6 separate regions of the Mus musculus genome follow, and all the other regions are linked to region 1. Evidence: chromatin contacts called from public Hi-C, HiChIP or PLAC-seq and promoter capture Hi-C data. All regions are on one chromosome and are shown on one strand. The core of a region is the stretch at or near the end of the contact, and the rest is flanking DNA. Distances in the headings are between cores, read along the strand shown. Region 1 holds the start of Atp1b2 (ATPase, Na+/K+ transporting, beta 2 polypeptide). Region 2 holds the start of Aloxe3 (arachidonate lipoxygenase 3). Region 3 has its middle 14 kb from the start of Alox8. Region 4 holds the start of Dvl2 (dishevelled segment polarity protein 2). Region 5 holds the start of Gucy2e (guanylate cyclase 2e). Region 6 holds the start of Rnf227 (ring finger protein 227).

The links. Promoter capture Hi-C pulls out the DNA fragments that hold promoters and counts their contacts. A called contact is a pair of places that touch in the nucleus more often than the background predicts. HiChIP or PLAC-seq counts read pairs in DNA pulled down with a chosen protein or histone mark. Capture Hi-C pulls out chosen DNA fragments and counts their contacts.
Region 2: an H3K27ac HiChIP or PLAC-seq map of embryonic stem cells shows a contact between it and region 1, with 5 times the contacts expected there. The contact joins the promoter of Aloxe3 here to the promoter of Atp1b2 in region 1. A contact is called at or near these places in 15 of 39 promoter capture datasets (the 3T3-L1 cell line, the C10 cell line, the HPC-7 cell line and 10 more), 1 of 484 Hi-C or Micro-C datasets (embryonic stem cells), 9 of 115 datasets of contacts at active chromatin or transcription factors (the 230-238 cell line, astrocytes, embryonic stem cells and 3 more) and 3 of 9 other capture datasets (adipose tissue, embryonic stem cells and liver).
Region 3: a contact with region 1 is called in a Hi-C map of cortical neurons, with 2.6 times the contacts expected there. The contact joins the enhancer-like site here to the promoter of Atp1b2 in region 1. A contact is called at or near these places in 5 of 39 promoter capture datasets (3T3-L1-derived adipocytes, cranial neural crest, frontonasal cranial neural crest and 2 more), 1 of 484 Hi-C or Micro-C datasets (cortical neurons) and 3 of 9 other capture datasets (adipose tissue, liver and macrophages).
Region 4: a contact with region 1 is called in a promoter capture Hi-C map of pre-B cells, with 6 times the contacts expected there. The contact joins the promoter of Dvl2 here to the promoter of Atp1b2 in region 1. A contact is called at or near these places in 10 of 39 promoter capture datasets (the C10 cell line, cranial neural crest, embryonic stem cells and 5 more), 1 of 484 Hi-C or Micro-C datasets (embryonic stem cells), 3 of 115 datasets of contacts at active chromatin or transcription factors (bone marrow-derived dendritic cells, craniofacial prominence and fetal liver) and 3 of 9 other capture datasets (adipose tissue, liver and macrophages).
Region 5: a contact with region 1 is called in a promoter capture Hi-C map of hippocampal neurons, with 5 times the contacts expected there. The contact joins the promoter of Gucy2e here to the promoter of Atp1b2 in region 1. A contact is called at or near these places in 11 of 39 promoter capture datasets (3T3-L1-derived adipocytes, the C10 cell line, cranial neural crest and 8 more), 2 of 115 datasets of contacts at active chromatin or transcription factors (bone marrow-derived macrophages and neural tube) and 3 of 9 other capture datasets (adipose tissue, liver and pancreatic islet).
Region 6: a contact with region 1 is called in a promoter capture Hi-C map of adipose tissue. The contact joins the promoter of Rnf227 here to the promoter of Atp1b2 in region 1. A contact is called at or near these places in 9 of 39 promoter capture datasets (the HPC-7 cell line, cranial neural crest, embryonic stem cells and 6 more), 1 of 115 datasets of contacts at active chromatin or transcription factors (craniofacial prominence) and 3 of 9 other capture datasets (adipose tissue, macrophages and pancreatic islet).

What each region holds. Positions count from the first base shown.
Region 1 is chr11:69,603,182-69,608,282 of GRCm38.p6, forward strand. It overlaps Atp1b2 (ATPase, Na+/K+ transporting, beta 2 polypeptide), which reads right to left and starts at 2,779. Exons shown (of 7, transcript NM_013415.6): 1 at 2,080-2,779; 2 at 244-372. The coding sequence starts at 2,191.
Region 2 is chr11:69,123,935-69,129,035 of GRCm38.p6, forward strand. It overlaps Aloxe3 (arachidonate lipoxygenase 3), which reads left to right and starts at 2,443. Exons shown (of 15, transcript NM_011786.2): 1 at 2,443-2,615; 2 at 3,392-3,596; 3 at 4,681-4,762. The coding sequence starts at 2,469. It overlaps n-TKctt27 (a tRNA gene), which reads right to left and starts at 1,314; the gene lies at 1,242-1,314. It overlaps n-TLtag3 (a tRNA gene), which reads left to right and starts at 307; the gene lies at 307-388. It overlaps n-TQctg6 (a tRNA gene), which reads right to left and starts at 744; the gene lies at 673-744. It also overlaps a transcript of Hes7 not described here.
Region 3 is chr11:69,209,433-69,214,533 of GRCm38.p6, forward strand. No RefSeq gene overlaps it. Among named protein-coding and RNA genes, the nearest start is that of Alox8, 14 kb to the left of the region's middle. Within about 2 kb of position 2,184, at least 47 of the 459 cell types and tissues checked have an H3K27ac peak or open chromatin away from gene starts, as enhancers often do. A contact at or near this core is called in cortical neurons, where this site is marked.
Region 4 is chr11:69,997,735-70,002,835 of GRCm38.p6, forward strand. It overlaps Dvl2 (dishevelled segment polarity protein 2), which reads left to right and starts at 2,858. Exons shown (of 15, transcript NM_007888.4): 1 at 2,858-3,292. The coding sequence starts at 3,099. Phf23 (PHD finger protein 23) reads left to right here. Exons shown (of 5, transcript NM_030064.4): 3 at 12-104; 4 at 567-1,398; 5 at 1,504-2,277. The coding sequence ends at 1,718.
Region 5 is chr11:69,235,046-69,240,146 of GRCm38.p6, forward strand. Gucy2e (guanylate cyclase 2e) reads right to left here and starts at 1,977. Exons shown (of 19, transcript NM_008192.3): 1 at 1,901-1,977; 2 at 871-1,609; 3 at 473-777. The coding sequence starts at 1,600.
Region 6 is chr11:69,337,789-69,342,889 of GRCm38.p6, forward strand. Rnf227 (ring finger protein 227) reads left to right here and starts at 3,008. Exons shown (of 2, transcript NR_027827.2): 1 at 3,008-3,270; 2 at 3,371-4,853.

The DNA.
Region 1 (5,101 bases), core at 1,529-4,028:
GATATGAAGAACACCAGGGTCAGGTGGGGGCAAAGATCTGAAACTGCCTTCCTGGGAGAGCAATCTCCTGTGGCATCTGCCACGTCTCCAAATCACATGACTCCCGGCTGCAGGGCATGGGAAGGAAGGCCAAGTTCAAGAACTCCCCACTCCAACTCCTGGAAAGAACTATACGTTCCTTGTGAGGCCTTAAGGACACAGTAGTTCCAGTGACCGGTAAGGGGAAAACTACTCTTCTCTCACCTGGTGTGGCCAGTCGATCCTGGTACTTGGGGGTATGGTCAGAGACGGTCTGCAGCATTACCCACATGGTGAGGCTGAACATGGCCGTGAGGAAACCATAGAAGACGAGGTAGAAGAGGAGGATGAAGGCTAGGATAGAGGAACTAGAGTCAGCAGCTCCCACATCTTCCACCAACCCCTCTCTTCCTCCTTCCTCTCAAGCTGTGTACGGGGATAGGCCAAGGAGCGACAGGATATCTTAGAGCCTTCCCCTGGGAGCTAAAGGAAACAAGCTGGAAACAGGCAGGGTCCAGCTCCAGCCCTGACTCCCAGACTCCTCCTGGGGCACAGTGAAGTCTGACCTTTTGGAGGCCACAAGAGACCTAAACTGTAGTTGTTGTGACAACTCCAAGAATAGGCCACTGTCATTCTGCGGCTAATGCATTTCCAACTTCTCAACCCTGCACGGTCCTGAAAAGGCAGCATCTGTTCCTGCCGTATCGGAACTCGAAGTTAGAGCCGTCTCAGAGCACAAGGATCTGGATGCAACCTGGTAACTGCGCAGCACTCTCAGCCAAATTCTTATCACCTCAGAGGACTCAGGTAGCAAGATCTGTCTGTCTGTCTGTCTGTCTCTCGCCCTGAGGAAGCAGCCCCTGAAATGAGGGGCTAATGGCCCAGCAGTCACCCCCACCTTTAACTCACACAGGATCTTGGCCAGAGTCAAGGAGAAGACAGAATCTCCTAGAAGCCTTCCCTGGACATCATCTCTCAGGACTCCTATCCTAAGCCTCCAGTGAGGAGGACATGCTGTTCCAATCTCCCTGAACTCTCAGTCTTTCTACCTAAGAAGACAGTTCCTCTGTGGAGGCTTCTGAGTAGCCCAAGCATCCATCGTTGATCCTTCACATCCCACAGGGTCTTGGGTTCCTTGAGGACAAGGGCTGCATTGATCTCCTTTCATGGTCCCCTAAGCCTCAGGTGGGTGGTCTGATGAAGACTGTGTCCAATCGATGTGGATATGTCGTAAATTATGTCACACAGAATCCCTTGTGCTTCAATTCTCCAGCTTGGCACTGTCTTGCAAGACTGTCAGTCACCCTTACCTCACCGGGTACCCATCAGCAGCCCCTGACTACCTAAGTCCTTGCACACCCATGAGGTAAGGGTAGAGAGTTCTTCCAAGGCATCTGAGTCCCATGTAAACACCCTGCCTGAGGATGTACCCATATCAGCACAGTGACCATTACTCCCTCCACCTCTGACATCTGAAAACCTCAAGCCTGGAAAAATACCATCCCTCCTGGCAGCCCCCCACCCACAAAGCAGCCACAGAGGACTCCAAACGCCCAATGGTGGAATACAGACAAACAACTTCCGCTGTTAAGAACCCCCCCTCCCAAGACCCCCCTGCCAGATCCGCCTCCTCATGAATGTTCCCAGGGTCCAAGGGGGTGGGTGAGAGCTAAAAATAAACGAGGTTGGCTAGCTAGTGAGAGCCAGAGGGAGAGTTAGGGCACTCTTCGGGGAGAGGGATGATGACCGTGTGCAGCCGCAGGGCCTGAGCCGGAGCGGGAGCGCCGTGGCACGGACACGCGCGCAGAGCCCGCGACCCCCCGCCCGAGGGGGCTCCGCGGGGGGCGGGCAGGCGGCAGTGACCTACTTTCTCCGCCTCCGCAGCGGCCAGTCAGAGAGATTAGACCGCTGATTCGGGGCCCCTCCCGATCCAAAGCCCGACAGTGGGGGCTGGACGCCAGGGACCCGGCAGGGGAGCTGGGGCGACGCCCGCGGGACCCTGCGCCCCAAAGGCATCGCCGAGCGGTCAGCTACCACCTTTCCCGCGCCAGCCCCGCGTACCCCAGCTGGTCCCGGTGCGCCCCATGAACTGGTGCGTCCGCGGGTTCCACACGAACTCCTTCCACTCCTCAACCACCTGCCCGCAGCTCTTCTTCTCTTTCTGGATGACCATCTTGGAGGCACGGGGCGAGTCCCGGCGCGCTGCTGGGGGCTGCGGAGAAGCCGGGGCGTCGCGCGCTGAAGCCCTCCACGCACCAAATGCGCGCGGGAGCGAGGCAGGGAGACTCCAGTCAGATATACAGCTGCTGCAAATTCCGGGGTGCACAGCCACGCACTGTGGTCTGCTGGCAGTGCGGCGAAGGTGCACCGAGGCTAGGCCCCCCGACTGCGATAGAAAGGGGGGCTGTCAAAACAGGGAAAGATAACCAGGGAAAGGGATGCCGAGGCACCTTCACCCCACACACCGCCTAGAAGCAAAACAAAAAGGGGTGCAAAACCAGACGGCTCCAAAATTCGAGCGAAACGCAGAAAAAGCGGGGTGCAAAGAAGCAGGGAAAGATGGGGGAGGGAGCCGCCCCGAAATCCGAGATGCAAAGAGGCTGTAGAACGCGGCAGGTGGCCGATTAAGGCTCCTCCGACAAACGGCGACAGCCACACCACAGTTGGCCCAGCCAGTGGGAGCTGGGGCGGGGACAAGCAGTTGTGGGGGAAAGACAAGGATAGGGGCCCCCCAATCGGAGGCTCCGCTCCTCAGCAGTGCGGGGAGCGCGAACCCTGCGCACAGTCTTTATAGTCTGTGACTCTGAGGGTGTCCGCCCCCTTCCCACCCACCCCTCAGGAACCCCGCCTCTTCGTTGCTCGCTCAGGAGACCTCATACATATGCAAATGAAGATGGATTGGACCCGCCCCCTGGCGCCTTTTTTTTTTTTTTTTTTTTTTTTTTTTTTGGTCCTAGCGGGTTCTTCCTACCCCAGACCCCAGGTACAGTACTGAAACAAGATTGGAAAAGAAGACAAGAGGGTGAGAGTCTGGGTAGACCTAAAGAAGAGAACACCTCCTGAGAGGCTCAAACTGAAAGACGAGCTGATACGTACTCAAAAGTGGGGGGCCCGGGGCAGGGAATTTAAAAAGAGACTAAGATAGAGTTACTTCGAAAGCCTCCGGAACAGAGGGCTGAATGTGAGAGGAATAAAGAAAAGCAAGCGCCAGACACCAAGAAAGAGCCTAGAAACTAGAACATAGAGAGGGATAGAAGCCACCACAGGACGCCCTTCTTCTCGGTTCCACTGGCTCCTTTGTCCAACCTACCTGTTCTCCATGACCAGGGTCCCTGCCATCTTTCCAAACTTGTTTGAGCCCCAAAATTTCCCTGTGTCCCTGATCTACAGCCAGGTCTGCATGGGTCCTGCCTTCCAGCCGCCCCTCCCCACCAGGTCTGATCTCCAGCCCACGCTTGCTGGAGCACCTACACCTGATGCCCCAGCTCTGGAACCTGGGTTCCCTTGGAGTGATGTTGCAGCCCAATAGCTTAAGAAGAAGAGGGGCAGGCTGGAGAGATGGCTCAGCAGTTAAGAGCACTGACTGCTCTTCTGAAGGTCCTGAGTTCAAATCCCAACAACCACATGGTGGCTCACAACCATCCATAATGAGATCTGACCTTGTGTGTCTGAAGACAGCTACAGTGTACTTACATATAATAATAAATAAATCGAAGGAGAAGGAGAAGGAGAAGGAGAAGGAGAAGGAGAGGAAGAGGAAGAGGAAGAGGAAGAGGAAGAGGAAGAGGAAGAGGAAGAAGGCCATTATCTTTATTTCTTTCTGTGGCAGGAACACCACAGTCCATACTTAGAGGAATTGGTTTTTTTCTTCTACCATGTGGATCCTGTACACAAGGCTAGCCTTGAAGAGATGCTCCTGCCTCTGCCCCCCACATTCTGGGTTTATAAAAATATGCCACTATGATATTTTATTACTCTCGGTGATGCTAGTAATGTGTTTTGTTTGTTTGTTTGGTTGGTTGGTTGGTTGGTTTTTATTTTTCTTTTCTTGAGACAGGATCCTGTTTATCTGAGGCTGGTCTGGGACACTGGTCTGAAGCAGCCAAGGTGGTTTCCACTCCTGAATACTGGGATTGCAGGTGTGTACCACCATATCCAGCTCCAGGGTTGCCTTCCTCTGCTGAAATTATAGGTGTTCATGACTATGTCTGACTGTAATTCCAATTTTACTCCAAGTATCACGGAAGTAATTCTAGCATTGTGAAATGACATAATTAAGTTTAATGGATCTTCCAGGCATGCTGGCCATATCTGGACTCAGCTACCTGGGATCCTGGGGTAAAAGGATTGATTGAGGTCAGGAGTTCAAGGTCATTCAGGACAGCATAACAAGACCCTAACTCAGAAGAAGAAGGAGGAAGAGGAGGAGGAGGAAGAGGAGGAGGAGGAGGAGGAGGAGGAGGAGGAGGCAGCAGAAAGAAGAGCCAGATATGTTAATCCATGCTAGTAGCCCAAACTGAAGGTGTGAGGATAATGTTTGAAGCCAGCCTGGGCTAATAGAGAAATCATGTCACAAAAATAAAGCTTCTGTGTGTGTGTGTGTGTGTGTGTGTGTGTGTTTGGGTGGGTGTCATCCCAAGGGAGTTGGAGAAGAATGTGAGTAGATATTATTAAAATACATTGTATATGTGCAAAAAATTCTCAAAGAATAAAATAAAGATATATTACCCTTGTGTGTGTGTGTGTGTGTGTGTGTGTGTGTGTGTGTGTGTGAAGGCCACAAGAAGCAAGGGCAGTTAGGAGACACTACAGCATGTAAGTATTCTAGGTAAGAGAGGCGACTGACTTGAACAAGGACATCAAGGTGGAAGATGGAGATACGAGAATGAATTAAAGACCTAGTCCAGAAGTAGGGCGAGTAAACAACAGGATAAGGCAAAGAAAAGGATCATGGCTGGCACCTGAGTTTCCCTCTTGAGCACATGGAACGTGAACTTATTTGTATGCTCTGCCTATGCAATTACATTGTAAACTTCCCCTTCCCCACCCCAGTGCTGAGGCCCAAAACCCAGGGCCCTAAATG
Region 2 (5,101 bases), core at 1,193-3,692, 480 kb before region 1:
TAACGAAATTTGAGCTCCCCAGCAGTGCAAAGCTCGGGCTGCTTCTTGCGTAAGCTACCAAGCTCAGACTTGCTCGGTTCCCAGATTTGATCTCACTAAATAAACTTGTTTTGTTGTAAATCTCTGTGTCTTTGGGACCATTTGTTTCGCTTCTTTACAATGTCGTTTAGCGCCTCGGTGAGTCCTCATTTCGGGTTTGAAATATACAGCAACAAAAGAAATTCGGGTCAGTTCGTGGCTGTGAGCGTTGAGAAGACTTCCTTCTACTCTCTTAGGAAGACGACGGGAAATAGCAGCTTCCATGCGGGTAGCGTGGCCGAGCGGTCTAAGGCGCTGGATTTAGGCTCCAGTCTCTTCGGAGGCGTGGGTTCGAATCCCACCGCTGCCAGGCCAGAGTTTTTCTCCTGAAGGCCTCTTTAGTTTTATGAGAACAAGCCACTGCTTGGCTATGAACTTTGGCTTGTCAACAAAACCCAAGATTGCTTCCATATTCATAGACAAGACGTGACAAACATTGTTGAAATAAGTATTCTTATACACTAATTCAGCGCAGATCTTGGTGTATATAAGTGTAATTTAAAAAATTATACTAGAATATCTGTAACAGACATACTAAGCATGAAAAATTACAAACAAATATATTTATTATGTTGATGTACTAGCAAAATGCTAAGGTTCCACCGAGATTTGAACTCGGATCGCTGGATTCAGAGTCCAGAGTGCTAACCATTACACCATGGAACCCCCTCTTCTGTAGTGCTCTCAGAAATTATATACATTATTCTATATCCCATTTTGCATATCACTCCATTTATTCAAACAAACCAAAACAAACACATGAAGCCAACTACTAAAATGTGATTATTGAGTACCTGAAATATGAGTGCTTTCTTCTAAACATGAAAATTAAGGAAGATAATTTAAAAATTCGTTAAAATGCGGATTTTAAAACACCAATTAGGGTTAAAATAAGATTTTCAAATATTGTAGTAAATGAAGTATATTATTAATATTAATAATATTAACTTCCCCATTTTCTTTTTACTCTCTTTGATGTATTCCTCGTTTGTATAGCTAGTACTTTAACGTAATGCTGTTCCCTCTTCTGATTGTTCGGAACTTACGTTCAATTTACATTTCCTTTTAAAAAGAATGCAATTACTTTGTTATTATAGAGCTATTGTCAAACAAGACAGCCTAACAATAGTGTTTGTAAGTGCAGATTCCCACAAAAAGCTAAGCGCCCGAACAGGGACTTGAACCCTGGACCCTCAGATTAAAAGTCTGATGCTCTACCGACTGAGCTATCCGGGCTCTTAGCAAAGCTCTCCACTTTTGCCTAAATGAATTTATTATGATACCTACGTATTCTTGTGTGTATTTAAAGGATGAAGTTCGTTTTTGTCCGAGACTCTGACTTACTGAAACCTAGTCGCTAACGCCTCGGCTTTTATTAGAAGTTAAGGAGGGCAGGAGCGCCACTCAAGCAGGAATCTAGAGGTGCCTAGACCAGCCACGCGGGGCCGCTGCGGGCCACAGGTTTCCCCGGTAGAGTCTATTTTTTTTCTTCCCTGGTCCTTGTGACCTATATCTTGGACACCTAGGGCATACAGGGTGCCTCCCACGGTTCAGCAGGCTGGCTGAGGGAGGACCTGGAGCGTAAAGAATGTCACATGAGGGCCTCCAGATGCTGTCGGGCAGGCTTCCACTCACTTGGCAGGCAGGTCCTATCTCAAAGGAGTGATTGAGGTCGGGAATAACAAAAACTGGAGACAGAGAGAAGACTAGACTTTAGGAGGAGATGGGTGGGTCGGTGGCAGGAAGGAGAACATGATGGCCTTGTCACGTGCTAAGATGTGTGTTATTCACTTGATTGTTGATGAGGTCACCTGGCATTTATGAATTGGTGCAGCTTTCCGATGCACGGTGTGATTCACGTGGGTGATTCACATGTAGGAATTCTGGTGTTCTGGTGCCCATTTCTGGTTTGGAAATAGGAGGAAAAGGCTCTAGGTGGAATCTGGGGAATGGGTGAACATGGGCTTCAGGACATTAGTCAAGCCACTGATCAGACACAAAGTAGTGTCCCAACACGCGTCACCTCCTCCCTGTCTTCCACTTGCCACTTGGTCCCTCCTTCCTTATTCCCTCCCTCACCAATGGGCCCAGGCTTCTGATATCCATCTGGATGAGCCAGCCAGAGGGACAGGCTGTGTCAGAGGCATGCAAACAAGTATTAGGGTGCAAGTCGGTGGGTGGGGATAGTACTCCCGAGCTACCAGCGGAGCTGCCGTGAGAGATCGAGAAAGAGAGAGAGCGCGCGCGAGCCCAGGAACGTCCTAGAGCTGGATCCTTCCTCAGGCCCACCCTTCCCCAGCCCCCAGCCTCCTGCCCAGGAGCTGACTCTCTCTTACCTGTAGCGTACCTTCTCTAGGCTAGCTACTGGTTTGGGGTTATTGGGTCCAGTCATGGCAGTATATCGGCTGTGTGTGACCACTGGTTCCTACCTGAAGGCTGGCACATTGGATAACATCTATGCTACATTGGTAGGCACCTGTGGTGAAAGCCCTAAGCAGAAGCTGGATCGCGTAGGCAGGGACTTCGCCTCTGGATCGGTGAGTACAGAGGAGAGATGGGGAACCTGAAGGAAGTGAGGATTATTCTTGTTGGATTCGTCAAGTCCTGCTGAACTCAGGATGCCTGCTATGTCCTGTGATCATTTTCTTTGACATCCCTGACTTTTGGGAGACGATAAACCATACCAATTGTTCTGAGACAGGGCTGTGGGGAAGGGCATTTGGAATGGATTCTGGGGACTTCCCCTAACTTCCTGGCTTCTCCTATCATTGTTGTTATTGTTATTATTTTCTGTGGTTTTTCCAGACAGGGTTTCTCTGTGTAGCCCTGGCTGTCCTAGAACTCTCTGTGTAGACCAGGCTGGCCTTGAACTTAGCAATCTGACTGCCTCTGCCTCCTGAGTGCAGGGGGAATTAAAAGCCACCACTGCCTGGCCTGGCTCCTCCCCTAATTGACACTAGGCTTTGACCAAATTGATTCCTCTGATCAGATCATGGGTCTCCTGTTCTTTGGGAGGGGTCTGCTTTGTCGGTCGCTAGTTTAGTTTGCTAATGACCCTACATGAAAGTGAACTACTGGCAGTGAGGGTAGGAATCCCTACAAAAATTCACTCAGGCACTGAGTATGGTGCCTGCTCCTCTCTGGATGGAGACGGGCTCTTTCTCTCAATCACACAAAGGAACCACATGGATCAACGACTGCTCAGGCCAATATCCCAGAAAGGTAGCGGTGTTGATGCACACTTCAGAGTGCAAAGATGTCCTCGACAGTTCCTGGTTGCTCAAAGGCCTGCTTGCTGCTTCCCTCACTCCAGGTTCAGAAGTATAAGGTGCGCTGTGAAGCAGAGCTGGGTGAGATCTTGCTGTTGCGCTTACACAAGGAGCGCTTTGCTTTCTTCTGCAAGGACCCTTGGTACTGCAGTCGAATCTGTGTCACTGCCCCCGATGGCTCTGCTGTCCACTTTCCCTGCTACCAGTGGATCGATGGCTACTGTACTGTGGAGCTGCGGCCAGGAACAGGTGGGCAAGGGACAGAGACTGCACAGTACTGCAGAGGCTTCGTGTGAGGTTAGGAATGGAGTCTCACAGAACTCGGCGCGTAGGGAATGTGACTGGGGTTAGGAATGCCGGGATCCCAAAGCAACAGTGTCTGATAAAGAGCACTGCTAAAGTCCTGACATGCAAGAGCTTCCTGGGTAGTGTTTATTGTTCTGGAGGTACACACAGACAGGCTCACACAGACAGACGGACACAGATAAGCACACACAGAGAGACTCACACTCCCATAGCAGGCAGCTAATGGTATCCCTCTGCATTTCTCCAGAATATGGTCTTCTGGAACTCAGAAAGGAATAAACGTACAAGCTAGATCTCAACAGGTAGAAAAGCCATGAATATTTAGAGAATTAACCTGCAAAGATCCTGTACCTTACTTTTTTCTAGCTTTTCTGGTGGGGATGAAGGGTCTGGGAAGTGAGTTAGGCTCTTTTGTTGAATTTTGGATTTCAAGGATACTGGTTTGAGCCCTTTCTTGCCTCCAGAACTCTTTGTTCCAAAGACGTAACACTGGGATTTTGTGTGTGTACAAGTATGCACGCGTTGTGTGTGTGTATGTTATGATAAGTCTCAGAGATGAGAGATGGGTGTCTGTGTTAGAGTGAGGTGAGTGAACATCATTCCACAGTCTACAATGACCTTTTCATTGACTTTACTATCAATCTCCACTCATCATCAGAGAACATGATGGCTTTATTAAAATGTATTGATCCAGTAGTTATCAAGTGTATGCTGAGTATCCTAGCATAGCCAGGCACCAAGCTGGACTCTGGAAGGACAGACAATGAGCATGACATGACTGGTATCCTCAGGAGTGTGTCATGTAGGAGACAAACATGAATGGTTAGGAACACACCTATGACTTGGTACACTGCTAAAGCTTCCAACTCATGATGGATGAACAAAGCGTATATAGACATTCCCCAACACGATGCATGGGGAGATGATAGCAGAGATTGTGCTAAAGAGTTAGGGGGCTCAGACACTGGAAACAGGAAGTACTGTTTGAAAAGAGATTGATATAAAGAGTGGCTTTCACTCCCTACAGCAAGAACCATCTGTCAGGATTCTCTTCCCCTCCTTCTGGACCACAGGAAACGGGAACTCCAAGCCCGCCAAGAATGTTATCGGTGAGAGCAGCCTGATTGGACTCTTTGCCCCACTGTTATTCTGACTTCAGCCTTACTCAGATTGTTCCTAATTCTAACTTCAGTTAAAACCTTGGGAACGACCCCCCCCCCAAAAAAAAACCCTTGGGAACCCAATTCAGATTAGGATTATCATTTAAACTTAACTCCACTCTAACAGTAATCCTGAGTCTGGACCCAGAATACCAATATCAACAGTTCCTTCAGCAGGGAATGGAGCTGTGGCTCAGGAGTAGAGAGCTCGCCTAGCATTCTCTAGGCCCCAAGTTCAATCCCTTGAACACTCTCATAAAACCCCAAAGCCAACACTTAACCAAGACC
Region 3 (5,101 bases), core at 934-3,433, 390 kb before region 1:
ACAATCCATATGAATATCTTAATAGAACTAAAATTTTGGTTGTAAGATTCATATATTATATAATTTTTAGCTCTGACAAGATTCATCCACAGGGACGCTGCAATAGCCTGCTCTCCCAGACCCCTGCTTCTGAGGCTGCGCAGAGACTTGCTTCCGGAACAGCCTCAGGAACTGCTGCTCATACCGGATGGACTCAGCTCCTCCGGCCTTTCAGACGGATCCAGTCAGAACTTCAGGCAAGCCCTGAGCCTTAGCCTTCTTAAGCCTAACCAAATTTTCTAACTTTCCTACCCCTCCCCACCCCTTCAAATTTTTTTTTGTCACCCCCTATTCAGCAGGAAGATGTTGTGGAGAGCTGTGGTCCTGATACCTTGGCTTTGGGGGTCTGGTTATGGTTATTTTATAAATTATTGATAAGTTGTCATTTTAAGGAATAATTTGGAAACGGTCATAATTTTGAACAGAGAGGAGATAGATAGGATGGTTTTCTAAATTTATTCTTAAGCAAAGAATTGCATAGCCACAATCTTACATTGGTAGAAATCTTTATAATTGGCACAAATTGAAGTTATAGTTTTACATTAGTCCAGGATTTATAGATTGATGCAGATTCAAGGTTTTCATTGGTATAAATTTCTTTTATTGATACAAAATTAGAAAATAATGTTGCTACTTTTAAATAGGCTTTGTGCCTATGCAACTCATTTACGAATGCAAGGCTTAGACCCAGTTCTTCTAATAACTGCCATCACACACTGTTTAGGATGCTTTTGTATGGCAAGTTAAGGACCAGATTTTAAAGTCATGGTTATATTAGATTCTGATCTAATCATATTAAGGTGCTTTCTACAATATTCAAATAGAAATAGCTAGGAATAGTCAAGGTTTAACAGTTCAGATACATGTTATATAGATGGACAGTCTTCAAAAACATCAGAAATCCACAGAATATGACATTTAATATTAATTCATTATTAAAGACCATTTGACTAGACATGTCTGCTCCTGACAGTAACCCCTTCACAGTTCAAAGAAGAAATTGAGCATCAAAACCTCTATAAGGAGTTGCTCCACTTATGGTAAGGTACCCACTGAATAAAAACTGTCCTATCCATCTACAGACAAAAAATACTGTCCATTACAGGAAGTGGGCACAGCATTTCTGACTCCATGGACTTTCAGGGCAGAGAGGGTCAGAAGAAAACAGAAGCTTCCCTAGGCTAGTTGGCTGAAGTTTAAGAAGTGGGGCTTTGGGGACAGTTCCTGCTGTGGCTCATGAAAGAGGACCCCTAAGAGTCTGACTTGAAACTGCCTCTGCCCGGGCTTCCCTGGTGGCCACGCATGCAGAGGGAGATGCTGCATCCAGACAGATCTGTCCTGTCTCATCTGAGGGTCCTCAGCAATGAAGAAGGTTGAACCCCAATCTCAAGGAATCATGCAAAGTATTAAAATTCAAATGTAGATGTCAGATGGTTGCCCAGTTTTCGAGGTGTTGTTTATTCATTTGTTTATAGACAGGGTTTCACTGTCTATGGATATGGCTGGATACGTAGACCAGGCTGGCCTCGCACTCATAGCAATCTACCTATCTCTGTCTCCTGAGTGTTAAGATTAAAGGCATACACCAGCACACCTGGCCTGTGTCTCTTTTATTAAAGAACCTCTTCAAGCTGGGCTCAATGGCCACTTGCCTTGAATCCCAGCATCATTGTGTAGGGTCCTAGGCAGGAACGGAAGCAGACAAGAGACCATGCAGTTTCAAATTTTTATTTTCCTGGAGCACTCCCTGCATATGTCCCATCTGGACAAGGACAGACACTTAGAGATATCAGCACCTGAGCTAAAAGCAGACTAGAAAAATTTCCCAACTGGTAGCCAGTCAAGCCTCCACCACGTTTCTATTTGTTTGTTTGCTTGCTTGCTTGCTTGCTTGCTTGCTTGCTTGCTTGCTTGCTTTTTCCTGTGGTGAAGAGGAGTAAGAGTCTAGGGATCACACGATGCCCCCTCATGATGCTCATCTTCTGACTAAGCAGCCACAGTGGGACAAAAATGATGTTAGTAGGTACAAAGTTCTTTCTCAGGTCCGACAGGCAAGACTTTGGAGCCGGGAAAATTGATGGATGGATCTCTGGCAGGCATGACTAGGAGCAGGGAGACAGATGGATGGATCTCAGGCAGGCATGACTAGGAACAGGGAGACAGATGGATGGAGCTCAGGCAGGCATGACTAGGAGCAGGGAGACAGATAGATGGATCTCAGGCAGGCATGACTAGGAGCAGGGAGACAGATAGATGGATCTCAGGCAGGCATGACTAGGAGCAGGGAGGTAGATGCTTTCAATCAGGCTCAACATTTGAAGGCAGCAACTTGAGAAATATAAAGTATGTTCACACTCATATCTCGTCACTCAAACTCACAGTCTTATTATACAGATCACATGACTTGTAGTTTTGATTGTGGTCTTAACAAACAAGAGCCAAGTGGTCACGAAACAGGAAAGTCTCTGTAAATGACACAGCTCGAAGCATCCTTGACAGCCACACCAAAGCCAAGTCTAAACGCTCAGACTGTTCCTGCATCTTGCACTCACCAGGCATGTAACCGTCAACAGGGCTAGACTGCCAGTTTGAAGAGTGGGCGGTGAGGTGGGACACCTCTGGGAGGGACAAAACATCTTTACTTGGAATGGGTGTGTCTCTGGGTTGTAGACATTTACGTGCCCTGTAGGATGCTGGATTCCCAAATCTCTTAGGTGTCTCCTAGTCTCATCTTGGGAGCCAAAGGAGATTCATATCTACACCAACATCCTTGTCAATGATTAGTCATCCTGCTCCCAAAGGAGTCAACCCCACTGCATTGCTCTTTTTCCTGCTTTATTTCAACTTAGAAATGATGAGCCATTCCCTCCCCAGGTCCTTGCATTTCCTGATTAGGTTACCAGCAGCCACAAGGGCTGGGTCAGCTAGTCCTCTGTGGAGTCCATTCCTTGAGTCTGCATCTTGCTGATACACCCATAAACCTCTCACATGCACAGTTCTCTTGGTGTTTTTTTTTTTAAACAAAAGGATTGTATTTGCTTGCTTGCTTGCTTGTTTGTTCAGACAGAGTCTCTCTGTGTGGCTCTGGATGTCCTAGAACTTGCTCTGTAGACCAGGCTGGCCTCAAACTCACTAGAGATCCTTCTACTTTTGCCTCCTAAATGATGGGATTAAAGGCATGCACTTCCACCATCTGGCTGGTTTATTTTGTTTTTAATTATGTGTATCAGTCCATAAGCAGGGATACATGTGGAAGCCAGAGACATCAGATTCCCTGGAGTTACCATTACACGTAGGGGTGAGCTACCTCATGTAAGTGCTCGAATCAAACTTAGCCATGGAGCCATCTCTCTGGTCCTCTTATTTTCCTTCTTGTTAAGTTGGTACAGCCTCCATAATCCTCTGCGAGATTATTAAGATATTTGGGCCGAAAAGAGCAGACTCCCCTAATTCAACCTCTACCTGAGTCCTTGTAAGCCATGATGGGGACTCTGGGATGGGATGCAGTCCCACAACAGCAGCTGAAGCACTCCCTGGAATAGCTTCAGTGATGGACAACTGGAGGGTGGAGGCGATTGACTGCACTCTGCCAAGATTAAGACCCCAATGGGACTACAACACAGAGGGAGATAAGTCACTCAGTGATGCCACTTGGCTCTGTAAGAAGGGATGAAACAGGCAGCTCCAAAGCCCAGTGACCTATCTAAGGTAGAAGATATGAAACGTGGCCAGACCAATAGCAGTCATTTTTTCTGCAATGCCTCCTTCATATATCTCTATGGACCTGGAGGACCTGGATGTCTACCAGTCATATATCTCTATGGACCTGGAGGACCTGGATGCCCACCAATCATATACCTCTATGGACCTGAAGGACCTGGATGCCCACCAGTCATATACCTCTGTGGACCTGGAGGACCTGGATGTCTACCAGTCATATATCTCTATGGACCTGGAGGACCTGGATGTCCACCAGTCATATACCTCTGTGGACCTGGAGGACCTGGATGTCCACCAGTCATATACCTCTGTGGACATGGAGGACCTGGATGTCCACCAGTCATATACCTCTGTGGACCTGGATGTCCACCAGTCATATACCTCTATGGACCTGGAGGACCCGGCAAGTCTCAGGGCGATTAACTTGACTGTTGTTATTCAGCCACTGACATACATAGAAAGATACAAAAGATGAATGGGTATGCAGGAAAGAACAAGTCAGAACTGTTAGAAACAGCCCAGAAGGTGTTTGACAGCAGAGATAGCAAAAAAAAAAAAAAAAAGATCTTTTATTTAAAAAGATGGAATGAGCACCATGGCTGTCCCACAAGCCTGTCACTTTCAGTTCTACCCCATGATACAGAAAAGTACCAATGCACCTACTGCAAAGGAATGGATTACTAGAAGAATAAATGCCCATAATGGAAACAGGTGGCCCCTCCTCCCCAACCCAAGCCAATCCTGGCTATGGAGGATTAGAAAGGCTAAAAGTTCCTTCATACTAGGCCCCCAGGGGCCTATGGTAACCTTTACCAACTGGGGCAAATCTGTAAATCTTCTGGTAGACATGGGCTACCCATTCAGTATTCTGGGGGCCCCTAAGGCCCCTAAGGCCAAACAACGGAAGTACAGGCACAGCAGGGGATATTAAAAAATATAAATGGGCCACTGACAGGACTGTTAACAAGGAACTGTGACTCATCGTTTTATCATTATTCCTGAATACCCCTACCCTTTACTGGGACAGGACCTCTTCTACAAGCGCCAGACAAAAACATTGTCCTCAGGAAACACTCCTAGGTTGCAACTGGGAGGCCCTGCTAAGGTTTTAACTATAACCTGCCCTAATAACTGAGGGATATCTACTCCTTCAAAATCCAACCCATTCCCAGGAAGGGATTTTTTTTATTGATAGGTGATGTATCCATACAGTACATAAGAGATTCTCTCTACAATATATAAACAGAGGGGCTTGCTCACCTCAGAGAGAAAGACTAGTGAAATAAACATGAAACTACCCAGTTGCTAGAAGCCATCTGGCTGCAAACTGAACCAGCCGTAA
Region 4 (5,101 bases), core at 1,608-4,107, 390 kb after region 1:
TTTCCATTTAGCCACCGGAGAAAAGGCGGAGAACCATTGAGGATTTTAACAAATTCTGCAGTTTTGTCTTGGCCTATGCTGGTTACATCCCCCCTAGCAAAGAGGTAAGGAACAGAAAAGTAGCTGAGGTGAGGCAGAGTGAATTACTTTATAGGAAGAGCCTACTGTAATATGCAAGACTAAGAAAACCGGAAGCCCTTAGGGCTATGGTGGGAGAGCTGGTTTGGAGGGATGGAATAACGGCAATGAACGGCAGAAACAAAAATTTGGAGTGTTGCTCAAGACTTTTTAATGGTTTTGAGTGGCTGTTAACAGAAAAGTGTTTCCAGGTAAGCTGTAGGGAGATGAGTGTCCTAGCAAACGAGATACTGAAAACAGTGCTGGAAGTAACAGCTGTGGCTTCTGTGTTCTAAAGGTCCCCTGAGGACTGTGAGGAAGGTAGGTTATAGAGTACACATCAGATTTGGGGTAGGGATACGTCTAGTTCCTGGTTTTTATGCTGGACATGTGGCAGGGCTGAGCTGTCACTAGACTCCGGCTGACCCTAGTCTCTTCCTCCTTTTAAGGAAAGCGATTGGCCAGCCTCTGGCTCTAGCTCTCCATTGCGAGGTGAGAGTGCAGCAGACAGTGATGGCTGGGACTCGGCCCCGTCGGACCTTCGAACTATCCAGACTTTTGTTAAGAAAGCAAAGTCATCAAAGAGAAGGGCAGTTCAATCAGGTCCTACCCAGCCAGGACCCCCAAGGTCCACTTTTTCTCGTCTGCAGGCTCCTGACAGTGCTACTCTGCTTGAGAAGATGAAGCTCAAGGACTCTCTTTTTGATCTGGATGGGCCCAAAGTGGCATCTCCACTCTCTCCCACATCATTGACGCATACTTCCCGGCCCCCCGCTGCTCTCGCCCCAGTGCCGCTGTCCCAGGGGGACCTCTCCCAGCCTCGAAAGAAGGACCGAAAGAATAGAAAGTTGGGACCAGGAGGTGGGGCTGGCTTTGGGGTGCTTCGGAGACCTCGACCAGCTCCTGGGGATGGGGAAAAGCGGTCTCGAATCAAGAAGAGCAAGAAGCGGAAGTTGAAAAAGGCAGATCGGGGAGATAGACTCCCACCTCCTGGCCCTCCTAGGGCTCCTCCCAGTGATACAGACTCTGAAGAGGAGGAGGAAGAGGAAGAAGAGGAAGATGATGAGGAAGAGATGACAGTGGGGGGTGGAGTCCCAGCCCCTGTGCTCCCAACACCCCCTGAGGCCCCCAGGCCCCCTGTTACAGTGCACTCTGAAGGTGCTCCCCCTACTGACAGTGAAGGCAAAGATGTGGGCAGCACAGAAACAAGCCAAGATGGAGATGCTAGCTCCAGTGAAGGCGAGATGCGGGTCATGGATGAGGACATCATGGTAGAATCAGGTGAGAAGTTGGGCTGCCCGGGGTGGGGAGCAGAGGTGATAGCTTTGGGGGCTCTTAGGAGTTGACGCCTTGAAGCAGAACACTAAAGAGATTTGTCTTTTCCAGGTGACGACTCCTGGGATCTGATCACGTGTTACTGCAGAAAGCCCTTTGCGGGGCGGCCCATGATTGAGTGCAGCCTCTGTGGGACGTGGATCCACCTCTCCTGTGCTAAGATTAAGAAGACCAACGTTCCCGACTTCTTTTATTGCCAGAAATGCAAGGAACTTCGGCCAGAGGCCCGGCGGTTAGGGGGTCTCCCCAAATCTGGAGAACCCTGACATCACTAAGGCTGGAACTTGTGACATTACTTGGGAACTGAGCCTCAGGGTCCCCAGCCTTCCCTTGGAGTGAGGAGGCTGTCCCCACTTGAGGGCCACAATTCCCAAGGGAGACGTATTTGGAAATGAGTGTCTTCTACTCTGTCCTTCCTGCTCCATGGACTTGAAGTTGACCCCATTACAGTTGGGTCGGGGAGGCTGGATCTGTAGACAGAATCTCTGTCCAGTCAACCCTGTACCCTTTTCACTTGCAGGTCCAGGGCTCAAACTGGGATGTAATGGGATAGTTGTCTATAAAACTGTAGTGTAAATACAGCACTCCCCTCATGTTTCTTCTCTCTCCCGTTTACTTTCTTTTACACCGGATGTATTTTTAATTTGGGGCTCCCCCATTTGAGCGAGGTTGCTCAGAGGTGGAGTACCAAAGCCTGTGGAGTGAGGAAGGAAAGAAAAAGGTGTCAATTAGCACTCGCCTCGTTTTTAATACTGTTGGCCGGCTGCTCAGACAGACGGCCTGCGTGTTGTAAATAAAGCAGAGTGGGCTCTTGTGTTTTACAGCCCTCCTTGTCCTATTTGGGGAGGGGATCTTTGGGAAACCTGGTGGAAGTCTTGGGTGGAGTTGGGGCTGAAGGCCACTTGTAAGTCCAGGGCTGTAATTCCACAATTTGGGAGGTGGAGATGGGAAGTTTAGGGGCCAAATCTGGCTTGGGCACTGTCTAATGCCCCTCAGACATCTCTGAAGACTATTTCGGCTTTCTCATCCCAAGTACAGTCTAGTAGGAGTACTGCCCTAAGGGTCCCAGGTTACAATTCTCACTCATCAGCCCATATCCCCGCCCCTCTTATAGTTGCTATTGAGGTGCCTTGAACCTCAGATGGGTAAGGCAAAGTGGGGGCCAGTTGCCAGCATTCCAAGAGTAGAAGCTTGCTAAGGTACTTGGGAGGGGGGGGGGCGGGTTGTACACGTTTGGGGGCGGAGTCGTCTAGGGCTGAAGACCGTTGCTCAAGGCAGTGGTCACGTGAGTGTCTAGGTGGAGCTTGTAGTAACGTGACTCAAGGAAGTCACGTGAAGCACAGTCGGCTGCGCAAAGTGGGCGGGCTTGGGTCACGTGGCATGGGGAGAGGTGGGCGGGGACCTCGGTGCTGCTCGCGACGTCCGTGGAGCTAGTGGCCCTCGACTGTGCGGTCTAGGTTTTGAGTCTCGCCACACAGCTCTTCCCGATCAGCCCGCTGGTCCCCGCCATCCTCCTTGGGCACGTCTTCCGCACTGGCCCTGCGCTGTTGGCGCTAGCGCGTCAGTTTGCGGGTGTGCGCAGGCGCGGCGGGGGCGCTTAGTCCTGTTGGGTGGGCGGCTGAGCCCGGGAGCGCGCGAGCGAGACCATGGCGGGCAGCAGCGCGGGGGGCGGTGGTGTAGGCGAGACGAAGGTGATTTACCATCTGGATGAAGAAGAGACTCCTTACCTGGTGAAGATCCCTGTCCCGGCGGAGCGCATCACGCTCGGCGATTTCAAGAGCGTTTTGCAGCGGCCCGCGGGCGCCAAGTACTTTTTCAAGTCCATGGATCAGGATTTTGGGTAAGCGCGAGGCCTAGACTGGGAAGGACGGTGGGTATGCTAGAGTGGATTGGGCGATATTGAGGGAGACCGGTCTACCTTGGACTGTTTCTGGCCTGTAGTGGAGCATAGCATATTGTACTGTGCTAAGGTAGAAAGCCCATCCCAAGACGGACAAGGTTATATTTGGACACATAGAAGAAAGGGCTGGATGGCGAGAAAATTAGGTTGGAGGAATGGGGAACACTGGTTTGTTTGGCCATTCTCTCTCCATGATTTTAGCCAAAAGGCAAAGAAGTGATGCTTGAGGTTATGCTAGGCTGTGCGGAGATTAGAGCCATCTATCTTTTGGTGAGCTGGGATGCTCGCTCTCAGACGTCTGCACGCGAGTTAGATAGAGATAGTCTGTAATTTTGTTTGCCTGTTTTGATTTGTTCTTTTGTTTGGAGGTAGGGCTTTATTCCTTGTATCCTAGGCTGGCTTCGAACCCATGGAGTTCCTGCCTTAGCCCCCAGAGCTGAAATAAACAGGTGTGAGCCAATATGCTGGGCATGCAGTGTTTTTATGTAGACCGGGCTATAGTGAGACAATTAGGCTATTCTGGCTTATTAATCAGGTTCCATAGTATTATTTTGGGATGGTAGAGTCTGTAATATTGCAGCGAGATCTATTGGGATATATTAGGCTGTTTTGAAGTAGACTTTCCTGGCAAAGCATGTACCATTCTGAACTTTTCTGAGTTCTTATTTCCTCTTAGGGCCAGAACCTCCTCTCCCCGCTACCCCGATACCCCCTGGGGGCTGAAGAGAGTTGGAGGATTTTTTTGCTTTTTTTTTTTTTTTAAAGATATTTTATGTGTTGGGCAGTGGTGGTGCACATCTTTAATCTGAGCACTTGGGAGACAGAGGCAGGCAGTTTTCTGAGTTCAAGGCTAGCCTGGTCTACAGAGCCAGTGCCAGGACAGCTAGGGCTGCACAGAGAAACCTTGTCATAAAACAAACAAAAGCTACTTTATGTGTTTGGGTGTTCTGCATGCATAGTGTGTACCACAAGCATGCAGTGCCCAATGAATCCAGTAGATGGCATGGGATCTCCTAGAACTGGAGTTAGCATCTGCCAGCCACTATGTGTGTGCTGGGACTTGAACTCCAGTCTTCTCCAGAGCCAGTCAGTCTGCTGCTGAGCCAAGAACTTCCTTCTGTTACTGAAGCTACCTAGAACACAATATAGAACAGGCTTGCCTTGAACTTGTAGCAGCCCTGCCTCTACACCTGCATCCATAGTGCTGGAACTAGATAACGTGTGGCAGTCAGGATGCCTGGCCCAGACCTGGGCTTTTTACAAGTTACAAGACAGGGACAAGTGGGAACAAATGGGGTAGTGGTACTGCTACATCATAGCAGAATGGGGTACTGTAATCAGTATGGTGCAAAGGGCTGCTTGTGTGGGGACGCTGGGGGCTATGGAGTTCTGGGGTGATTTGTGACATGCTGGGTGACCCTGTGCTGGACTGAGACTATAATTTAAGGCAGTTTCTTGTTGTTGTAGAGATTGGGACTGAGCCTTCTGTGTCCCCAAGCTCAGACTGTGTTAGGCTATGATGTCCTGAGTTGACAAGCAGGGATAGCAGGGTCCTGGGGACAGGAAGGTGACCTACCACCTGGGTTGGGGAGAGACTTCTTACCTGTGAAAGTCCCTGTGGTGGGAGCACATCCCCCTCGGCTCCCTGAACAGGCTGGACCCTTGTTAACAGTTGTTCGATGTGGAGAAGGTGATGCTGCCTAGGGAGTTGGTCTTGGGTTTATATCAAGGTTGTTCTTTTTGCATTAT
Region 5 (5,101 bases), core at 727-3,226, 370 kb before region 1:
GTATTGGATAGTCTGAATTTGGATCCTAGAGACTCAAGAAATTCTGATTACTACTTGGATGTTGGAAATTTATCTTTGGAGCCCCCATCTCCACCTAGGGATCTTTCTTTCACATTAGGGCCCTCACAAAGTTAAGAACACTGTTGTGACGCTGGGCAGTGGTGGCGCATGCCTTTAATCCCAGCACTTTGGGAGGCAGAGGCTAAGCCAAACCAGAGCTTCTACAACACCCAGGAAACTCCAGCTCAGATGCCGCTACAGTTTACGCCCCATTGACTCCACCCTCCCCTTGCCCATTGGCTCCACCCTCCCCTTGCCCATGGCTCCACCCTCCCCTTGCCCATTGGCTCCACCCTCTCCTTGCCCATTGGCTACACCTTCCTCTTCCCTCTAGTTCCATCCTTCTCTCCTTGTCTGTTCTCAGCTCACTTCCCTGGCTCTCCTCCCTCTTCTCTTTTTGTAATCTATCTACCTGCTTCAGGTTGAGGTCAAGGGGCAGTTCCTGGTGTTCTTGAGCCCTGCGCAGGCTGTCTTGCACGCTGCCTCCAGGAGGACAGCGGCGCGTGAGTGTGAGCACCGCATCGTGAGCCCTGCGGAGCTGGGAGCTGTTGACAAATGCAGCCAGAGCCTCCGGGCCTGGAGACAAAGCGTAGTGAAGCGTGTCGAAGGGCAGGAAAACCAGGGAGCCATCAGTCAGAGCCAGTTCTTCTGCAGCTTCCAGTAGGTAGCGCTGCTCCTCGCCGCCCAGCAGCACCGAGTGCATCACCATGATCACTACTGCGGAGCGGACGGACACAGAGGCTGGCTCGCTACGCTGTCCACTCTCGGCAGGACCCACCCACCTTGCCCGCACTCTACTGGGGAGCTTACCTCTAACTCTAGGCCCATCTCGGATCCTCCCGAGGGCCTCCCGGGCTCCAGACCGGTCTGAAGTCTCCATGGAAGTCACTAGGGCAACTGGCAAACCCCGGGCCCTGAGTGCTGTGGACAGAGCGCGTCCCGCCTCCACCCACAGGTCTTGGGGTGCAGTGATCAGGGCCACGCGCGCCCAGCGGAATGCTCTAAGGAGGACGTAGAGAGCATCTGCAGCGGGGGTCACCGCCGGGGCTGTAGTACCCGCCGCCCGCGTGCCAGGGCAGCCCCAGGGCACCAGCGCTACTCCAGCTTCTTGAGCCAACAGTTCGGCTGGCCGACAGGCTGCGGGGTTCACCGGACCCACCAGGCCAGAGACTCGAGACAGCGCAGAGGACACAGCCCCTAGTGAGCCCGGAGTCAGGCAGGGCTCTGGGAGCAGCGCAACCTCGAACCGGGGGCCGCCGTCTAAAGCAAAGTCACGATTCAGGCGGTTGGCGGCCAGACGCGCAGCCAGGTCTGGTCGGGCCCGTGCAAAGATGGGGTCGCAAGCCCAGGGGCCCAGCACCCCCACTTTGAACACAGCAGAGAGGGCAGAAGGAGATGGGAGCAGTAGCAGTAGCAGGAGTCCCGGTAGCCCAGGCCTTGGCCAGCGCAGGACCCGCGAGAAACTGGACGGAGACTGCCGCGCAGGGACACAGAACCCGGCGCCGGGAAGCCCTCCGGCTGGCAGGAGCCAAGCGCTCATTGCCTTCTTCTGTGAACACAGAGCGAACAAGATAAGAGTTGAGGGCCCTCAGCACTCACTCCCGTAAGGTTCTCCCCTCAAGCCTGTTTCTCAAATTCCGCCCAACCCCCTAGGGTGTCTTGGCTTCCAGGACCCTAGATGGCAGCCCAGCTCATCGCCCCAAGGTCTTTTTGGTTTAGCCTGTTTGTACTTAGATTGTTTATCCTCCCTTCCTCTTCAGCAGTCTTGGGGGTTCAGTGGGGAATACTCCCACGCCTTCATACAGGACCGAAGTTCCTGTGTGGGTCATTCATTACTTACCGGAAAGTCCGGGGCTAGGGCTTGGCTAAGGGGTCACAGGATCGATGCCCCTTCGGTCTCCCCTGGCAGCCCAGCCCAGGGCGGGGGGTGTGGGAACAGCCCGCTGCAGCCCTTAATCCCTCCAAGCCGATTAGGATCTTTTAATCAAGCAGAACAGGGCGGGCTGATGGAGGTTGAGAGTCTCTACAGCTCCTCTGTAGAGTGGGGTCTGCCCTGCTTCTAGACAGCCACAGTTGCTTTAACTAATCATACAGGGAGAGAAAGCGAATCTGGACTGTACCTCACACCGCGCACGAATTCAACGTCAGACTTACATATGAAAATAAAATGTTTATCTTTTTCAGCTGTCTCTTCAAAAAGGGAATCAGATAAGAATCATCTGTGGGGCCGGGCGTGGTGGCGCACGCCTTTAATCCCAGCACTTGGGAGGCAGAGGCAGGCGGATTTCTGAGTTCGAGGCCAGCCTGGTCTACAGAGTGAGTTCCAGGACAGCCAGGGCTACACAGAGAAACCCCGTCTCAGAAAAGAATCATCTGTGGGAAGGAGGAGAGATAAAGGTTCAATGGTTAGGAGCGTTTGCTGCTTTCTTCGGAGGACCCAGGTTCATTTCCCAGCACCCACATGATGGCTCACAATCATCTGTAACTCCAATTCCAGAGGATCCAGTGCTAGCTTCTGAGAGAAAGCACCTGGTGGTGCACTGTCTGTACATACAGACAAAGATAAATAAGATAATAGAGTTAATTTTAAAAATCATCCGTGGACACTAAAGCTAGGGGGAAATTTTGAAGAACATCATAGATGTTAAGTTTTTCACAATTATAAACTGTCACTCCATCTATTGTTCATAGGTTGATAGACAGCAAACATATAATTGCTGCAATTTTAACTGTAAAAAAAATATTTATAGCAGAGTGTAATAGCCTTTGTTCCCAGCACAAGGGAAGCAGAGGCAGGTGGATGGATCTCTATGAGTTCGAAGTCAGCCAAGTATACCTAGAGACTTCCAGGACAGCCAAGGCTACACATAGACCCTGTCTCAAAAAAAAAATTATTTTCTACATATGTATGGGTGCCTGAGTATATGTATGTATGTATGTATGTATGTATGTATGTGTGCACCACATGTGTGCAATGGCCGATGGAGGTCAGAAGAGGCATCAGAATGCTGGAGTTACACACAGTTGTGAGCCACACCTGTGTGCTGAGAGCCAGCCAATAAGTAAGGTCTGGACCTGTTGACTGGTCTCTCCAGGCTTGGGACTGCTGCAGCCACTCCGTACCCCCTTGCTCTGAGGTATTCTATCTACAGGCACAGGACATTCATTTACCCCTTCAGTGGTTAGTTTTGATTAAATTGTTATCTTTCATCTCCTGCATAATTTCTCTCTTCCCTCCCTCCCTCTCTCCTGCCTTCCAACTCATATGCAAGCTTTAGGGAAAAACTTTAAACAAGTAGAATTACAAAAATTCCACAAGAAGCTGGGCGTGGTGGCGCACGCCTTTAATTCCAGCACTTGGAAGGCAGAGGCAGGTGGATTTCTGAGTTCGAGGCCAGCCTGGTCTACAACGTGAGTTCCAGGACAGCCAGGGCTATACAGAGAAACCCTGTCTCAAAAAAAAAAATCTACAAGAATATCAGCATCAATCAGGCACAATGGGAGCCTGTAACCTTGGTACTCAGGAAGTGGAGCTAAGAGGGTGGTGACTTTGAGGCCAGTCTGGTTACATAGTGAAGTCATGTCTTGGAACAAAACAAACAAAAGAACACCTTCGAGATGGCTCGTGAAGAATGACATGTGTGGCAGAGATGCTGGCTTCCACATGCACGTGCGTACACATACACTCACACACACTCACAGAGAGAGAGAGAGACAGAGACAGAGAGAGAGAGACAGAGAGGACAAATTTGGACTGTGAGTGGACAATTTGATAAGTTATTACTGTACATTTGTGAAATGAATAACTGTACTACAGTTATACTAAGGAACACCTCCTCCCATGGTGGTGCACATCTTTAATCCCAGCAGTTTAATCCCAGGAAAAGGCAGGCAGATGTCTGTGAGTTCAAGACTAGCCTGGGATACATAGTGAGTCCCTAGACAGTCAAGCTACAGAGTGAGACCCTGTCTCAAAACAAACAAACAAACAAACAAACAAACACCAAAAACAGAAGTCCCGAGTGATAAGAAATGTAAATGAAAGGATTTCGTGAGAAAGCACCATGAGGTATGTAACTTACCCTCAATATTTCACAATAGGTGATGTATTTTACATGACATATAAGCATGTTGCATATGTTAGATATTTCAAACAATGAAGAAAATGCTCACAGTGAGTAGATCTGGGGGTTATAGATAGCTCGGCGGATGGTGCTTGCTATGCAGACATGAGTTTGGATTTCACACATGAAAACAGACAGCCATAGCATCATGCTTCTCTAGTCCAGTGCTGGGATCGCAGAGGGGCGCGGGGTCTGTGGCTCCTGCCCCTGAGCTGACGCAGTGAACTCCAGGTTTCCTGAGAGACTGAATGGTGGGTTATGGTGTTTTCAGTCAAACCTGACCAGCTGAATCTGATTCCTGGAACCCATACGATAGAAGGAGAGAATTAACTCCAGCAAGTTATCTTCTGACACACCACACACACACACATACTCACACACATACATACAAACATACACATATACATACAAACACACACATACACATATACACATACACACTCACACACATATTCATATCACATACAAGCACATACAGATACTCACAAATACACATACACACATACACACACATACATACATACAAACATACACATGTATTCACATCACATACAAACACACTCACACACATACTCACAAATACACACATACTCACAAATACACATACACACACATATACACACACATACACACATATACACACAGACATACACACATATCCACATACATACATATATATATATATACACACACACACACAAACACACATATACATACCACACACACATATATGCACACAAAACCACATATACACACATTTACACACACACTGTGGTATACTTATACTCACAAAAATCAATACATAAGTGTAATAAAAAATAAATATGACAGAGTTAGAAAGACAGCTCAGGGGGCTGGAGAGATGGCTCAGCAGTTAAGAGTGCCAGCTGCTCTTCTGATGGTCCTGAGTTCAAGTC
Region 6 (5,101 bases), core at 1,758-4,257, 270 kb before region 1:
GAGAGCTTAAGTTTGAATCCACAGATCTCACATAAGCTGAGTGTGACGATCCGTGTGTCCATAATCACGGTCTCCTATGGCGGGTGGAAAGATACAGGAGAGTCCTCGGAATCCCAGCAGTTTGGGGACCAGATATCCTGATACACAGATCTGGAAAACCCTGTCCTGAGCACGGTGGTTTCTGAACCTGGGCATGGTGGTGCGTGGTTTTAACCCTAGCACTTTGAGGTAGAGGCAAGCAGATCTCTGAATTTGAGGCCAGTCAGGTCTACATAGTAAGATTCTGCCTCACAAACAAACAAACACCCACTAGCAACAACAGGAAAAGCCAAACAAGGAGAAAGTGAGGATGCCTAAGGTTATCCTCTGATTTTGACACATGTGCCATAGCATGAACCACACAAAAGAATCCACATGCATGTACACACATAGATGTTGTATAGACAACAAAGATGAAGACTTACCATCAATTGAAGATGGTTTTATGCATATGTGTATGGAGGTGCTCATGGAGTCTAGAAAAGATTCAGATCTAAAGCTGGAGGTACAGGCAGTCGTGAGCTGCCCAACACAGGTGCTGGGAACTGAACTCGGGTCATCTGAAAGAGCAGCAGGTGTTCTTAAGCACAGAGTCACCTTGCCAGCCCCCTGAAGATATTTAAAAATGTGAGGCACACCTTCCCAAAGAAAAGTTCTACAAAAGGTGTGAATTATGACAGTGTCATTGGAATAAGTGAGTAAGTTCTCCCAAGTGACCATGAAAGCCATCAAACTCCTAAAATTTTAATGTCTGCTTAAAAACCATGATAAACCAAAGCAGGCCATGAAGGCACACACCTGTAGTCCCAGCACTTGGGAGGCAGAACAAGAAAGATCAGAAGTCGAAGGTCATTTGGAACGTGTAGAGTCCCAAGCCAGCCTGAGTTACATGAGGCCCCCAGTCTGCTCTTTATTTATAGAGGACGCAGCTTTGTTGCCAGAACCCATGCTGGGCAGTTCACAACCACATTCGACTCCAGCTCCAGGAGATGGGACAGCTACTTGGATTCCAGGGGTTCCCGAACTCATGGGCACACACCCACACAGACCCACAAACATACATCACTAAAAATAAAACAAATCTTAGGTAAATCTCACCAAGAAGATTATTTTCCAGAAACCATAATCCTGGTGCTCTGGAAGCTGCGGTAGGAGGACTGCCCTGATTCTGAGACCAGCCTAGGCTACATAGTAGGTTCCAACTTAGACTGGGCAAAAGATTACTGTTGTTAGGCATGGTAACAATAGCCTTTAATGCCGGCACTCAGGAGGCAGAGGCAGGCAGATTTCTTGTGAGTTTGAAGTCATCCAGAACTATATGAAAAGTTTCAGCCCAGCCAGGGCTTCAGAGTAAGACCCTGTCCCTAAAACAAAGATTACCCTCAAAGATTTTAGCTTTAAAATGCTAATGTTAAAAACCAAAACCAGCTCTATCTTACCTGTGATGGGCCGGTAAATGCTATACCATGTAAAGAAACCCATCTTGTATTAACCAAGAGATGGTGTATGGGAAATACTGGGTACAGAGAAGTTACAGAGAACACAAAGCCGGCGTGGAGCCAGGGATGATAAGGATAATAACAGCTGTTGCTTATCTGATGTTTACTGTGTACCATCAGGCACCATTTAAAGCACCTTACAAACACAAGCTCTTTCCATCCTTACTATTATTACCCACACTTTGTAGATGAAGAAATCAAGGCCCAGAGAAATGAAGTAACTTGTCTGTGGGTGTCACAACTAGGATTTGTTCTTGAGCCAGCTGTGTCAAGACTGTGTTATTATCCTCCGCAACAGAGCCTGGGTTCGAGAGGCTGAGGAGGCAGCTTGGGTGTGGGTGCCACACCGTGAGGGAATGTGGGCTGTGAGTACCACGTCCTGTTTACCTGTGGGAGAAGTCAGACCCCTGAGTCAGAAGTCACGCAGAGCTGCTTCGTTTCCACCATCATGCTGTGTGGGTGTCCAAGTCTGGATACTCCGGAAGGAAAAGATTCCCAGCATTCCTAAGGCCATGCTCCTGGAATCTAGGTCCCTCCTTGTGCTGAGGTGTTAGCTGGACTCAAACTCTCAGAGGGGGTAGGGGGAGGAATTTGAGGGAGCCAGCCTTCCAAAGAACCCAAGAGGCCATGTATAAAAAGGAGAGGCGAGGGCAGAGTGAATTATGGCTGGGCACAATCCAAACATCCAGAAGACCAATTAAAACTGGGCAGAACCAACAGTAAACCTGGCATATGTTGCCTGTTTGTGAGGGGAAGGGCAGGAGGGGATTGTGAAAGAGTATGAACATGTGACAAATAGGCCAACAGGGCCATATAGACTTGTGCTAGTGACTGTGTGCAAGAGGAGACCTGGACACCTGCATCAGGTAGGTTTAAGTGACAGCGCTAGTGTTTTGCTGGGGGTGAGGAGTCCGCCATGGAGGCTGTGGGTGGAGCGTGCCCCCCTCTTCCCTCGGGTAATTCTGGCATTGTCCTGGGCATTCAGCCCGCTGCATCCCCACTCGCAAGTCCAGCCTCGCGCCTCTGCCGCCCCAACGCGTGCCTCGGAAGGGAGCGGCCCATCTGCGCGTGACGCCTCGAGGGCGGGGCCTCACTATTAAAAGGGGACAGAGGCGGCGGCGCGGGCCCCAGGCCCCTGCCCTGGCCCAAGGAGGGCTCATTCGTTCTGTATCCTAGCCGCCTAGAGATCGAAGCCCTCGGGCCACGGTGACCACGATGCAGCTCTTGATGAGAGTGCCCTCTCTTCCCGAGCTGGGTGAGCTGGACTGCAACATCTGTTTCCGACCCTACAACCTCGGGGCCCGTGCGCCCCGCCGCCTGCCTGGCACGGCGCGCGCCCGCTGCGGCCACACGCTGTGCACAGCTTGCCTGCGCGAGCTGGCAGCGCGGGGCGACGGCAGCCGCACGGCCGCGCGCGTGGTGCGCCTGCGCCGCGCTGTCACGTGCCCGTTCTGCCGCGCGCCTTCCCCGCTCCCGCGCGGCGGCGTCACGGAGATCGCGCTAGACCCTGTCTTGTGGTCACGGCTGGAGGAAAAAGCCCGGGCTGAGCGTGAAGGAGACCCGATGGGGAGCCCGGCCAAAGACAGCGGAGAGGATGGAGAGGACGACGACGGGGAAGCGGAGAGCGAGAAGGGGGCGGGACCTCCAAGTGCGGGTTGGCGCGCGCTTCGCCGAATTTTGGACAGGGTCCTGGCGCCGGCACGCCGCTTGCGGCGTCCGTTGCCTAGCAATGGTGAGGGGCGGCCTAGGGAGGATACTGGGTACATTGCACCGAAGAATGCTGGGTCAAGTTGCATCCTCCTGTTGCCACTAACCCTTCTTCTTTCCTCCAGTGCTCTACTGTCCAGAGGTCAAGGACATTGCCCACATGACCCGTTGTACGCTGTAACCAAGGAACCCCAGAGCTATGGCAGAAAGCAGGTGGGAGCAGCATCCTCAGGCGTGCTCTGACACAAAAGGTTGATGTCAAGACTACCTGGAAATCAAGGCTGATGCTGGAATTGGTACATGCGTGATGGAGATGGAGCTCAACAGAAAGGACCCTAGATGGTGTGGATTCTGAGCGGCGAAGGCTCCTAGACTGTGCCAGCATTATATTTTCAGGATGGAGTGGCCAAGGGATAATAGAAACAAAGCCTACCATAATGTAGGAAGAAAAAAAAAATAACAAAGCTTTGGCGTTTGTTCAGAGTCTGTGGTGTAAGCAAAGGATCCAATTTTAGCAGTGGTCTGTGGTTGACAATGTGTACTGTGGAAAAAAGGACAGGACAGGGGATAAGCTAATTTATATGTCATGTCAATCTCACTTATCTGGTTGTGTTTGCTGGCATGCCATCTTCCCACTCTTGTTACCGTGCTCCAGCAATTACTGAGTTGACTCCCTGCTTATGATTGGGAATCTTGCATATACAACCTCCCTTCAGCTGGATAGGGCAGGTATGAAAACATCCAAGGGGCATTTATTTACATGAGGCCTTATTAAAGGCTTATCAAAGATGGGTGAGCCATTTGATAAAGGAAGCAAAATTTAGGCCTTTGTTATCTTTACTGACTCTGTAGCAATACTGGGGAAAAGAAAAAAAAAGATGCTCACATAATTTTAATTTGTGTCCCATAATGGGACATTGTTTACTGTATGTAGTTAGTTCTATTCTAAAGTCCTGTAAATATCTTACTGTAGACTTAAAATCAAGACCAGCAGTGTTGGTTGGTCTCACAGCTTGCTAGAAATGCAGAATTTCAGGACCCCAGTCCACATTCCCCGGTAGTTTTAGAATCCCAGGTATGTGTATGTAAGTTAAGAATCACTGGTTTAGCTCTTAGTCACTCTGAGATGGCATCATCAGCTGTAGGTGGAACATTTAAAACACTAGTGACGCATTAAAGTGCCAAAGTGACATTCTTTTGAGAAAAATTTTTCTGAGCTACAAATGTGAATTTACAAGGCCTCAGTTTTCAGAGGTCTTCAAGATTTTGTTTTTAATGACAAATAATGTATGTAGTTCTAGGGTATAAACCTCCATTTGTAAAATGTTTTGTCTTTTTCCTGTCCTTCGGTTCCAGCTGAAATCTCCCCTTTTGGAGGCCAGCATGCATCTGTGGGAATGTGTATGTTTTCTCTATACGTGTTGCCAAAGGGAATGCTATGTTTATTTTCTGCTATTTTATGTTTTGAGTATTTCTAGAGTATAAATTTCAAGTGACTATCTCCAGAGCCGATAGCAGTGTTAATGTTATATGTATTCAAAAAAAAATGTTTGCTGAATTTATTTTGAATGTAATAGTCTCTAGAATAAAGTATCTGGGCTCATTCAATCTGTGAAAGACTGTTATTGAATAACGTTATTGACTAAGACGGAGTTCTGTCCAACAGTTCAGGGACACCACAGTCATCCCAGTTCTTTAAAACAAAATAAAACAAGGTGTCTGCTCCACAGTGGAGCTGTGGTGCTGTGGTGACCTCTGCTGACTCTGGGGAGGTGGCTTTCAGTGTCAGGCAGGCGGCTCCCTCTGCTCTTGGCACCTGCCTTTGGGACCTCAAGGATCCTACCACTCACCAGCTC